Regions from separate parts of the Ovis aries genome. Here region 2 is linked to region 1. Evidence: chromatin contacts called from public Hi-C data. All regions are on one chromosome and are shown on one strand. Each heading gives the region's core, a stretch centred on a gene start, on an enhancer-like site or on the middle of the called end of the contact. The rest is flanking DNA. Distances are from core to core; before and after follow the strand shown.

The links. A called contact is a pair of places that touch in the nucleus more often than the background predicts.
Region 2: a Hi-C map of hypothalamus shows a contact between it and region 1, with 3 times the contacts expected there. The contact joins the enhancer-like site here to the promoter of ACBD5 in region 1. A contact is called at or near these places in 2 of 16 Hi-C or Micro-C datasets (hypothalamus and liver).

The regions. Positions count from the first base shown.
Region 1 is chr13:17,139,449-17,145,188 of ARS-UI_Ramb_v3.0, reverse strand. ACBD5 (acyl-CoA binding domain containing 5) reads left to right here and starts at 2,491. Exons shown (of 14, transcript XM_060397252.1): 1 at 2,491-2,555; 2 at 3,900-4,068. The coding sequence starts at 3,993.
Region 2 is chr13:17,260,845-17,266,584 of ARS-UI_Ramb_v3.0, reverse strand. PDSS1 (decaprenyl diphosphate synthase subunit 1) reads left to right here. Exons shown (of 11, transcript XM_004014207.5): 6 at 774-885; 7 at 1,000-1,109. Among named protein-coding and RNA genes, the nearest start is that of PDSS1, 26 kb to the left of the region's middle. Within about 2 kb of position 2,459, at least 10 of the 54 cell types and tissues checked have an H3K27ac peak or open chromatin away from gene starts, as enhancers often do. A contact at or near this core is called in hypothalamus, where this site is marked.

The DNA of each region.
Region 1 (5,740 bases), core at 1,242-3,741:
AACTCCCTTAGAATGGACTGGTTGGATCTCCCTGCAGTCCAAGGGACTCTCAAGAGTCTTCTCCAACACCACAGTTCGAAAGCATCAATTCTTCGGCGCTCAGCCTTCTTCACAGTCCAACTCTCGCATCCATACATGACTACTGGAAAAACCATAGCCTTGACTAGATGGACCTTTGTTGGCAAAGTAATGTCTCTGCTTTTGAATATACTATTTAGGCTGGTCATAACTTTCCTTCCAAGGAGTAAGCGTCTTTTAATTTCATGGCTGCAGTTACCATCTGCAGGAATTTGGAGCCCCAAAAAATAAAGTCTGACACTGTTTCCACTGTTTCCCCATCTATTTCCCATGAAGCGATGGGACCAAATGCCATGATCTTCGTTTTCTGAATGTTGAGCTTTAAGCCAACTTTTTCACTCTCCTCTTTCCCTTTCATTAAGAGGCTTTTTAGTTCCTCTTCACTTCCCACATTGCCAGTGGATTCTTTACCCTCTGAGCCACCAATGGAATCAAACTGCAACTGATACAAAAATGGTCTTTGTGGGTTCAAAACAAAGTACAAAGTCCTTTGCATGGCAGATGTGACCTTCAAGTTGGCCTCGATCATCGCTTTCACCTTTCCAGTCATCGCTTTCCAGTGCTGCGACTCACCTTCCCTCATATCTATGGTCCCATTATATGAACAAACTTGCTGCTTATCATATACAATGTACTGTTTTAGGTTTTTTTTCTTTCAGTTTTACTGCATATAATTGACATGTCTGTTTACCACACTAGACTGAGTACCTTAAAAATGCTCTGTAACTTCAGTGTCAATTACATTACATGACAGTAAGGACTTTTATTTTTATTTATTTTTATTTTTTTATTTTTTTTTTTTGAGCTCAAGGGTTTTAATCTGCCATCTGAGTCATTGCTACAACAATTCCACGGCAACAGAACAGATCACACTCTGACAAGCCAGCAGCCTGCCCGCCGGTCTAGTCTTCCCTGCCAGATGATACAATCACTGCTCCAGCTAAGCCAAAAGGATCAATGTGAACACTGGTGGTAATGATGACATATGGCTGTCACATCATTTAATTTTCTTTGGTAAAAGACCGAGTGTACTTCCCAGACAGGTCTGCACACAAATATAATATTTTCATTTAGAAGAAAGGTTCTTTTTTTTTTTTTTTTAGTTCTACCAGTTTATTGCTACCAACCCATCTCCCTCCATCTTCCTCTTACATGCATGCTCAGTCATGTAACGTCATGGACTACAGCCTGCCAGGCTCCTCTGGCCATAGACTTTTCCAGGCAAGAATACTGGAGTGGGTTGCCATTTCCTTCTCCTAGTAAGGACTTTTAAAATATTTGCAAGTTAAGTGTTAGCCACCTCTTGGTGACCCCATGGACTGTAGCCTGCATGCTCCTCTATCCATGGAAATCTCCAGGGAAGAACACTGGAGTGAGTTGCCATTCTCTTCTTCAGGGGGGTCTTTCTGACCGAGGAATTGAACCTGGGTCTCTTGCATTGCAGGCTGGCCAATTTACGATCTGAGCCACCAGCGGCTTCCCTATAATTGTAAAGGAAAGAGCATCTAGGAGAATCCTTTTTAACTTATTTTAATATTTACTCCTTTACGTTTCTTAAAAATCTTAAATGTACTATTTTACCTTACTTATGGTCATGTATAAGAAGTAGGCCCAGTCTTAATTAAATATTAATTAAATATCAGTAGAAAGACATGATCAAGAATGCTTTATTTACTGCAGTAATCATTTTATAACGTATACAAAGATAAAATCATAATGCTGTGAACCTGGAACTAATAGATTGTTGTATGTCAGTATCTATATAAAAAAAAAGAATGCTTCATATTAGTCACTATACTGAAAGTACTAAAAAGCATTAGTGTTCCATGCAATACATTTTAAGTAGAATTATAGGATTATATAGGGGTTCCATGGCACCCTACTCCAGTACTCTTGCCTGGAAAATCCCATGGACGGAGGAGCCTGGTAGGCTGCAGTCCATGGGGTCGCTAAGAGTCGGACACGACTGGGCGACTTCACTTTCAGTTCTTACTTTCACGCATTGGAGAAGGAAATGGCAACCCACTCCAGTGTTCTTGCCTAGAGAATCCCAGGGTCAGGGGAGCCTGGTGGGCTGCCGTCTCTGGGGTTGCACAGTGTCGGACATGACTGAAGTGACTTAGCAGCAGCAGTAGCAGCATAGTGGTTCCACAGTGGCTCAGTGGCAAAGAATCCGCCTGCAATGTTTTCCTCCGAAAAACACCACAGATGGTCGATTCCCTTCGGATGGAAGCGGATGTGGTGTTTCTGGAAGGAGCATAGGATAGCGGGATTTCCGGCCCAACGGCTCCAGGGTCTACAGCACCGAGAAACCGAACCGGAAACGGTGGGAGTAGCTCCCGCCAGGGGGAGGGAGGTGTCCGGAAGTGCCGGGAGAGGGGACCACATTTCCCACAAGCCCGTGGGGTGGGCGGGGGGACAGCGAGGGGCGGGCATCGGGGACCTTAACGGACAGGCCTTACCCCCGCAGAATCAAGGTAAAGGCTGGCACTGCGGCTCCAGGGGAAGAGTAGATTTGGAATAGTCACCCTCCTAACCCATCCCGAACTGACAGAGGGACCTTGGCGACTTTGGGGCTTCCGGGCCCCAGGACTCCACCCCCCAGAACCCAAAGCAGCTCTTCCACTGTGGGCCTGGGGGCGCTTCCTAGGTGCCTGACGATGCGGTTCGATGCGCTAGGAAGGCGAAGGCCCGGGGTCTACCCTTTTCTAGGGCCGTCGCGCCTCTACTGGGTCCTCGTTCGTCCCTGACCCACGCCCTGTCTTCCGTTAGCGCGGGCTGGAGCGGTACTGTGCCCGGCTCCTTGGGGCTCGAAGTCGGGGGGGGGTGATGCCGGGGAAGGTGTTCTTCCTTCCCCGCCCCGTCTAAGTAGCGGGCGACCTCCCCTCTCCTTTGGTTGTTGCTCGGACGTCCTTGTGTCGGGGCGGCTAAAGCTGTCGAAGGCCTGTGAGCCAAGCACTGCTAAGCACCTCCACCCAACATCCCTAAATCCTTTCCTCTACCGGTGTTAGGAAGATTGCCATCGGGAGAGGCGAAGTGACTTGCCCCTAGGTCGGCCACAGAACTTTAAATGGCAGAACTCAAGGTTCGCACCAAGCCTCTCTGGATATAAAGCACTTTGCTTAAGCCCCATCACCTTTCTCCAAACCTTAACCTAAGACGCTGGGGACCAGTCATTTTTTTTTGTCCCGCAGCGCACCGCCCCCCCCCCCACCCTTGAATCCCCCTTCTCCCCGCGGTGCACCCCGGCGGCGGTCGCGCTAGCAAGGACACTTCGCTCAGGCCTGTTCAAACAGCGATCCCAGGGCCCTCCGGCGATCCACTTTCCCTCCTTTCCTTTTCAGCCTTCTCCGGGCCAACTCCTCTGGGGAGGGACGGACAGCGCGCGTCACCGCCGCAGCCGCCGGGCGGGTGGGTGGAGTTTGCTGCGCGGCGGCAGCAGAGAGTGGGTCCCCCGCACCCACCCCCAAAGCTCTGGGGCGGGGCTGCCTGGAGGTCGCGGACGGACAGACAGACCTCGCCGGGATGGGGGGTGTGGCTGCCCCGCCAGGGTCCTGTGGGTGGGACGGCTGCACCGCGACCACCGGTGCCCTGGGCCCCTCCGCCTTCTGCTAGAGATGCTCTTCCTCTCGGTGAGTTATTTTTCCGTCCGGGTGGCCCGGCCTCCCCAGCGTAGGTCACGCCCCGGGGAGGAGGAAGGAGCCGGGCCATCTCGGACGGTGTGGCCTGGAGAGGGCAGGGCCACGGGGAGCTGACCAGCTGCGCTTTGGAGTCCTCCTCCCTTCGGGAATGTTGATCCGCGGCTGCGTTCCATGTTTCAGTTTCATGCAGGCTCCTGGGAAAGCTGGTGCTGCTGCTGCTGCCTGATTCCAGGCGACAGACCTTGGGACCGGGGCCGGCGCTGGCGGCTGGAGATGGCGGACACGAAATCCGTGCACGAAACCCGGTTTGAGGCTGCTGTGAAGGTGATACAGAGTTTGCCGAAAAATGGTACGTGCACTTGGGCCCCGCTGAAGAAGCCTCCTGCAGAGGCCCGAGGCCCCAGTTTTCTGAATCTCACCTCCTTGAACAGTCTTTCTGCTTCTGGTCTTGCTTATTTAACCTACTTATTTTCTTCCTTGATTTCTGCATGCAGTTGAAGGGAGGTATCGGATGTGAATTAACTGCCTGCTGATCTTTCAAGCCTGAAACAGATATAGTATCGAGATCTTAAGCAGTTTGTATTGTTGAAAAATCTCGTCACTTAATGACTGCGAATTTGGGTATGGTAAAATAAAATCTAGGATAGAGATGCCTGGGGTCGCATACTCATAAAGTCTACTTTCTGAAAACTTTTCATGTGAAGGAAAAGAACCACTGTATTCACATGTAAAACGATTTCTCTTATTTAAAAAGTGGGTAAATATTTACTGCTTAAAAAAAAAACTGTTTCGTTGTACTAGTGTTCTCTCTTTTGCACTCATTTGGAGTCTTGCCACTTAGCTGAAAAGTCACTGGAGTTCTTTGATATTTGGCTTGTCATTTTTCTGAACTTTGTCAAGATTTTTCTCTGTGTGGTTTGATTATGACCTGTCTTGGTATGGTTTTCTTCATGTTTATGCTGTTCAGGATTTTGCAGAGCTTTTTGAACTTGTAATTTTATGTCTTTGACAAATGTTGGGAAGTTTAAGGCCATTATTCAGATTTTTTTTTTTTTTTGTGGAAAGGCTTGAAAAGGGAGACTTTGACTTTTCACTTATCTTTCTGCATTATATGAATTATCTTTCACAAGAAACATATTTTTAAAATGATGCTTTTAAGTGCTATTATTGTGCCAGAGTGTAAAACTAACTGAATACAACACTAATATATTACTACAGTATTTAATGTCATGGTCCCTATTTTCGTGATCACTGGGCTAAGCAATCCATTGGGCCAAGTTCAGTAAATCACTGGGCTAAGTTCAGTACTATTAACAAACATTCATTAAGTGCAGATAAAAAAGGTTTTGAAAACAACTATACATAAAATAACTTTGCTTTCGTAATCTTCAAACATCAGATCGGAGGAAAGAGGAGTGAATGAACAAAATGTAAGGAAATAACATAGGAACTTAGGTATTTTTTTTTTTTAGGTATTGATTTTTAAAATGTCTGATTGAGAGAGTTTATAGGAAGGCATGATGCTAAGAGTTTTGTTTAAATGGTACCTTCATCTTTATTTCTAAAACATGTGTTTTTATACTTCTTGAGAATTGATAGGATAGACTTGGAGATAGTTTGCTATCTTTACTAGGATCATGTATTGCTTATTAGGAAATCCACGTAAGTATAAATACAGTTTGTGTAACGTTTAAGAAGATATTGCAAAGTCAAGAACCTCTGCCAAATGGCAACAGAGTTAGGCAATGTTCAGTACTGTACTATTATTCCCTGAAATGAAATTGATAGTAATTGAAGCAGAACTATTGTTATAATGAATCATTAATTATTTTTTTTCCTTCTCTATACAAATTTATTTTTTTATTTAATTTAATTTAATTTTTTTTTAATTTTTATTTTTTCATTAATTATTTTTATAGTAAAACTTTTAAATTGTGTCGTCTGTTCTGGATTATTTTGCAAATAAACTTATAGTTTTTTGTTTCTTGTTGCTTAATCTTTATTATGGTATAAAGTTACGA
Region 2 (5,740 bases), core at 1,210-3,709, 120 kb before region 1:
TATACTTGATTATAGCATATAATTCAATCATATGATTTATAATTAGTTGCAAACACAGTGCAAAGGTTTAACTGATCATCTAAAGAAGATTGAAAAAATATCGATGCGTGTTCAGTGAAAAACATATTTTGTTCTGGAATGAGAGGCTGTGTAATAGTGCACTGAGGGCTTTGAACTAGGAGCCCGGGTTCCTTGGTTTAGTTTTCACTGAGCAAAGCATGTGTGGGGCCATGGTGTGTGCCAGGTACTAGCTGGGCGAGTCACAGTCTGTGCCCTTAGGGGTTTGGCAAACAGGAAGAAAGTGGGAAGAGAGCAGTACCCAAGGGGCGCTGTGCTCACAGGTCAGACCGAGGGGTCTCAGTGGACCTCCTGCAGGTACCGCCGGAGCTAACCCTGCACATGAGTCGCCAGGTGAAGGGGAGGGGCTTTTTGAGCAGAAGAAACAGTAAGTGCAGAGGCGCAGCCACACGGTGTGAGGGGAGAACGAACAGTCCAGAACTAAATGAAGGCAGTGGGATGCATTTTGCGGTGGCCAAGGATGAAGCCAGGGGGTCAGGCACTTCCCATCTCCAGGCGTTCATTTCTTCAGCTCTCAACTAGAGAGACCGGCTGGATAATCTCTGAGAGCCCAGAGATTCCAAACAGGGTCCCAGATGTGTAAAATAATCCCGCCAAGGAAGAGGGAAAACAGACCCAGGGTGAGCCCTGCCTCCCTCCCATTCTGGACTTCTCTCCTGGGACACTTCTCTCTGAAGGTTTTTCTTCTTTTCTAGGCTGTCCTTGCTGGCGACTTAATTCTTTCTGCAGCATCAATAGCTCTGGCGCGAGTTGGAAATACAACTGTTATATCTATTTTAACCCAAGTGATTGAAGATTTGGTGCGTGGTAGGTTAATTCTGACTTTTCTTCTTTGTTCATTCTTAGTATTTTACCAGCCCTCCCCCCGCAAAAAAGCCCAAAAAACAAAACCCCTCACCTGACCACTTTCCTTCTTTGCAGGTGAATTTCTTCAGCTCGGGTCAAAAGAAAACGAAAATGAAAGATTTGCGCACTACCTTGAAAAGACTTTCAAGAAGACTGCAAGTCTGATCGCCAACAGCTGTAAAGCAGTATGTACGTTCTGTTTCTTTCCAAGTTAAAAAAAAAAAGCCTCCTGGCTCTTTCTTGGGCTAATTCTCATAGAAAAAGTTGCACTGGAAAAATCTTACAATAGTGACCGAAATCCCAAGAGTAACTGAGAAAAGAATTGCATCCCCAGACAGCAGAGAACTTCTGCTATGGTTTTCATTTTTGCTGTTTAGGCATCAACTTTCATCTCTCCTCCTAGGAGTTGAATCAAAACAAGCCTTCTAATATATTCCCCAATCTGATTTCCAAATGGGTGCAACATTTTGAACAACTAATCATAAATGGTCTCCCTCATGGTTACCACACACTGTTTTGTACATTTTACGTGTAAAAAGTTATAAAGTGCTATGCTGTGTTCTAAAATATTGACCTGGGTGAAAATATCCAACTAATAGATTATACCAGTGTTCTGTATCCTCTTCTATGAGTAATAAATCCCTCCCAGTTATCTGGAAATAAAAAAGCCCTTCTGCTTCTGAGTATAAGCTGAGGCTGAACCATAACTTTTCTGTACCCATTGCTTTCTCAGTGGCCTTCCCTCCACTCTTCACATAATTTCCTTTTTTGAAAAATCAATGTTGTCTTTAATCATTCAGTGCTAGCCCATGAATGAGAGACAGTTCTCTGCCTAGAATTATTCATCTGACCGTCTTTCAGCCTAGCAGATACACAGGAAGAAAACTGGGCCAAGTAAGAGTCCTGTGATTAAAGCAGCAAGAAGGGGAGACTCCTAAGGGGCAAGTGCCAGTTCATGATACACTGTGTAACATAATCACAGTTGCAGAGAGCTTTTTCTCAGACCTCTCAGGTGAAGAAGCCCCTTGCCAGTAATGTGTCTGGAAAAGTGTCAAGAAATGTGTAATTGTAATTGAGCCAAAAAAGAATGAGGACAACATTTTTTCCTAAAAAGACCCAGTTGAAACCCAGAGGAATGTGAATTATGTAGAACACGATGGCCACAATCTCAGCCATTTTTGTCTTTTTATTGAAAGAGCATTTTTTTCTTAATTTCCCAGAAATTGTGAGTGTGGTTTTCTAAAAAAAGAGAGACAAAAATAGGATAGGCTTGAGAATGCTAAATTTAAAACAACAAAAAAAAGATTTAAAATGGTGGCCTTCAATCTTAATTAATCTTAAGAACATTGATGTTTCATTGCTCATCATACCCTTGATGGCCAATGTCTCCATGAAGCGGGAGGCCCAGGCTCACTAGTGTGTTAGGTGACGGGGAAATCTTCACAGGCCTGAGGCTGCAGAGAGAAGCACGGCCGTCAGTGGGGCAGCTGGCTCTGAAACACTGAGGGTCATTGTCCGCAGAGTGGACATTCCACAGGGCAGCAACCCTTGCTGCCCCAGAGCCAGAACGGGAGCATGCGCTCAGTGAGCCACGCCATCGGGGAGGGACTGCATTCGCTGTCCTCTACTTAGGAAGCCAAAGCCAGGCTCTCGCGTGTATTCGTTCATAAAGAGGACCTCGTCCCTCACAGGTGGGCAAGTACAAGTGGGCCTGCAAGTTAACAGGGCTCGACCCTCATTAAAAATGAAATGTCTCAGGCTGTCCACCAGGAAGCAGGCTGCCATCAGCCCTGAACTGCCCACTTTTCTTGTGATTTATTCCTGAGCTCCAGAGCTGTTAGAATAATAAAGCAGAATGCTAGTGTGAGCTCCCTGAATAAAAGTTTCTATATATAAGTGCCTATGGGGAGAGATGTTCCAGAGGTGTTATATATTCAAAACTGCTGTTTTTATGTGATTTTGGTATTTAAAACGCAGACACGTGGGCTCTGAGAGAACAGATGCAAAGCAAATTAGAGACACCAAAAAGAAGGGGTAAGAATTTAAACATCAGAATCATTAGGAATAATGAAGTTCAGGATGTCATGGCAATTTGATGGAAACCTCACGGCTTACAGTTCATTGTCCTAAGGACCGTTTAGTGGAAAATGGTATTAAATCTAAGAGAGGGCTGTTGAGGATTGTTTTGGGACACTGACTGACGTTAAAATAGAAGTAACCTTAAAAGGTGATTGGCTCTTTGTTTCTGTACATAGTTACGCAAAATATATTGTGTAGTTTACCAGTGAACGCTGTGCCTTGTTCCCCAGAAAACCTCATGGGAATGAGGCCAGAGGGGTCTGGTGGCCCACCCAGTGTTTTCCAGTCAGACAGTAGCTGAGCGGAGATTTGAACCCAGAGCTGGGTATGATAAGCCTGCAGTTTCATGTATTCATTCATCTTCTCGTTTTTTTCCTCCTGAATTTCTGTTCTCTCTGTGCGGCATGTGGCCTGCAATCAGTGGACTGTCTTCCTGGTGCCTTATTGTCAAAGCTACAGAGGGCCGCCCCAGAACCTTGGTTTGTGGGTCATAGCTGTAGAACGCCCATTTTTTAATTATGATATTCTTATCTAATCTACACATAGTCCTTATTCAAATGTTAATAGTTCTCATAATATTGTTAGAACAAATGGGAACATTGTTTTCTGGCCCAGGATCTATACTAGGATCTCATGTTGCATTTAGTTGTCAAGAATCTTTTTTTTTTTTTTTAATTTGAAATATAGTTGTATTTTTGGAGAAGGCAATGGGACCCCACTCTAGTACTCTTGCCTGGAAAATCCCCTGGATGGAGGAGCCTGGTAGGCTGCAGACCGTGGGGTCGCTAAGAGTCGGACATGACTGAGCGACTTCACTTTCACTTTTCCCTTTCATGCATTGGAGAAGGAAATGGCAACCCACTCCAGTGTTCTTGCCTGGAGAATCCCAGGGACGGGGGAGCCTGGTGGACTGCCGTCTCTGGGGTTGCACAGGGTCGGACACAACTGAAGCGACTTAGCAGCAGCAGCATAGTTGTATTTTAGGCATATAGGAAAGTGATTCAGTGATATATATATATAGACAGATATATGATTATTTCCACTATAGGTTATTATAAGGTATTGAATATAATTCTCTGTGCTGTGTAGTAAATCCTTGTTGTTTATCTGTTTGCTTACAGTAGTTTCTGTCTGTTAATCCCATATTCCTAATTTATCCCTGCACGCAGTGGGAAACATAAGTTTGTTTGCTATGACTCTGTTTCTGGTTTGTATTCAGTGATTCATTCTTATTATTTTTTAGATTTCACATATCAGTGATGTCATATAATATTATTTTTCTCTGACTTACGTTGCTTAGTATAGTATTCTCAAGTTCCATCCATAGTGCTGCAAATAGCAGTATTCCGTTCCTTTTTGTGACGATATTCCTGTGTGTGTGTGTGTGTGTGTACACACACCTTCTTAAGCCAGTTTTCTATTGCTGGGCACTTGGGTTGCTTCCGTGTCTTGGCTGTGTAAGACTGCTGCCATGCACACTGGGGTGTGTGTCGCAGACGTGGCACTAGGCTGTGGTGTGGAGTGGGCTGTGGCCTGGGCTGCCTCTGTGGTCGGCCTCTCCCAGGACCTGTTGGCCCAGATCCAGCTCCAGGCAGGGGTGTGGGGTGGGCAAACCAGAGCTGTTGGCCGGGGAGTGAACCGCTGTGTGCTCCTCCCCAAGCCCCATGGTTAACATGGTTGCCTGTTTTCCCACAGCCACGCTAACCAAATGTAGCCTTAGACTTGAGTGTTTGACAATCTGACAGATGAGAAATGGTGTTACAATGAGAGTTTTAATTTACATCTCTTTTCTCGGTGAAGTAGAACTCCTTTTAAGAGGCTAAAGGGCTATTTTCAGTTCTTTAATTTTTGTGAATTATATATTCATGTCTTTTGCCCATTTTCTTGATGGGTGGTTGGTCTTTTTCCCTTATCAGTTTTAAAGAGTTCTTTATATGTGAAGAATATTAGCCCTTTATCTGTGATTTTATGTTGAAAAAGTTATCTCCCAGTGTTTTCCATTGGTTTCTGCCGACCACCTATTTTGGTATTTTTTCAGTATAATGGTGGAGCTCCAATAATCTCCATTATTTTTAATAAGACCACAGTACGTATATTAACTCTCACAGTGATGTAAACACACCCTTTAAAGACAGAGATGCTCAATAGATGTCAAGGGCTGTGCCCTTGTCGATGTGATCTTTCTGATGGTTTTGAGGAAAGGTGTAGAAGAGTCTCCTGAGAGGTGTGGTCCTTACCCCCCGCCCTCGACTCGTGCGTCCCATGGCCTGGCTGTGGACCTGCTGCAAACAGAACAGTTACCTGAGCTCCGCTCTGCCCTCCCCATCGCTCTACCCTCCCCAGGACTCAGATGGGGTCATCTCTCTGAGGCTGAGACGAGATGCGTGCACGTCAGCCTGCCTCCTTTCTGGTTTGTGTTGGTCCCTTTTGCCTTTCCTGGTCAGACAGGCCTCACGGGACAGGGGCAGCAAGGGAGAGGTGCTCTTCATGTCGTCATGGGGAAATCTGAGCAGCAGTGTCCCTTTATTGCCTGGCTTTGGGGGAGCAGCGAGGCGGACTCGGGGCTCTCTGCTTCCTGAGCGCCATGACCGGCCTCTCTACTTTGAGGCCCATTAAAGGTCCCACGTGATCGGGACCAGTCTCTGAGGCAGACCGCCCGGGTTCGGTCCTGATTTCGCCATCTCCTCATCCTGTGATGCCTGGTCCCCACTGTGTCTCAGCGCCGGCCTCCTCAGTG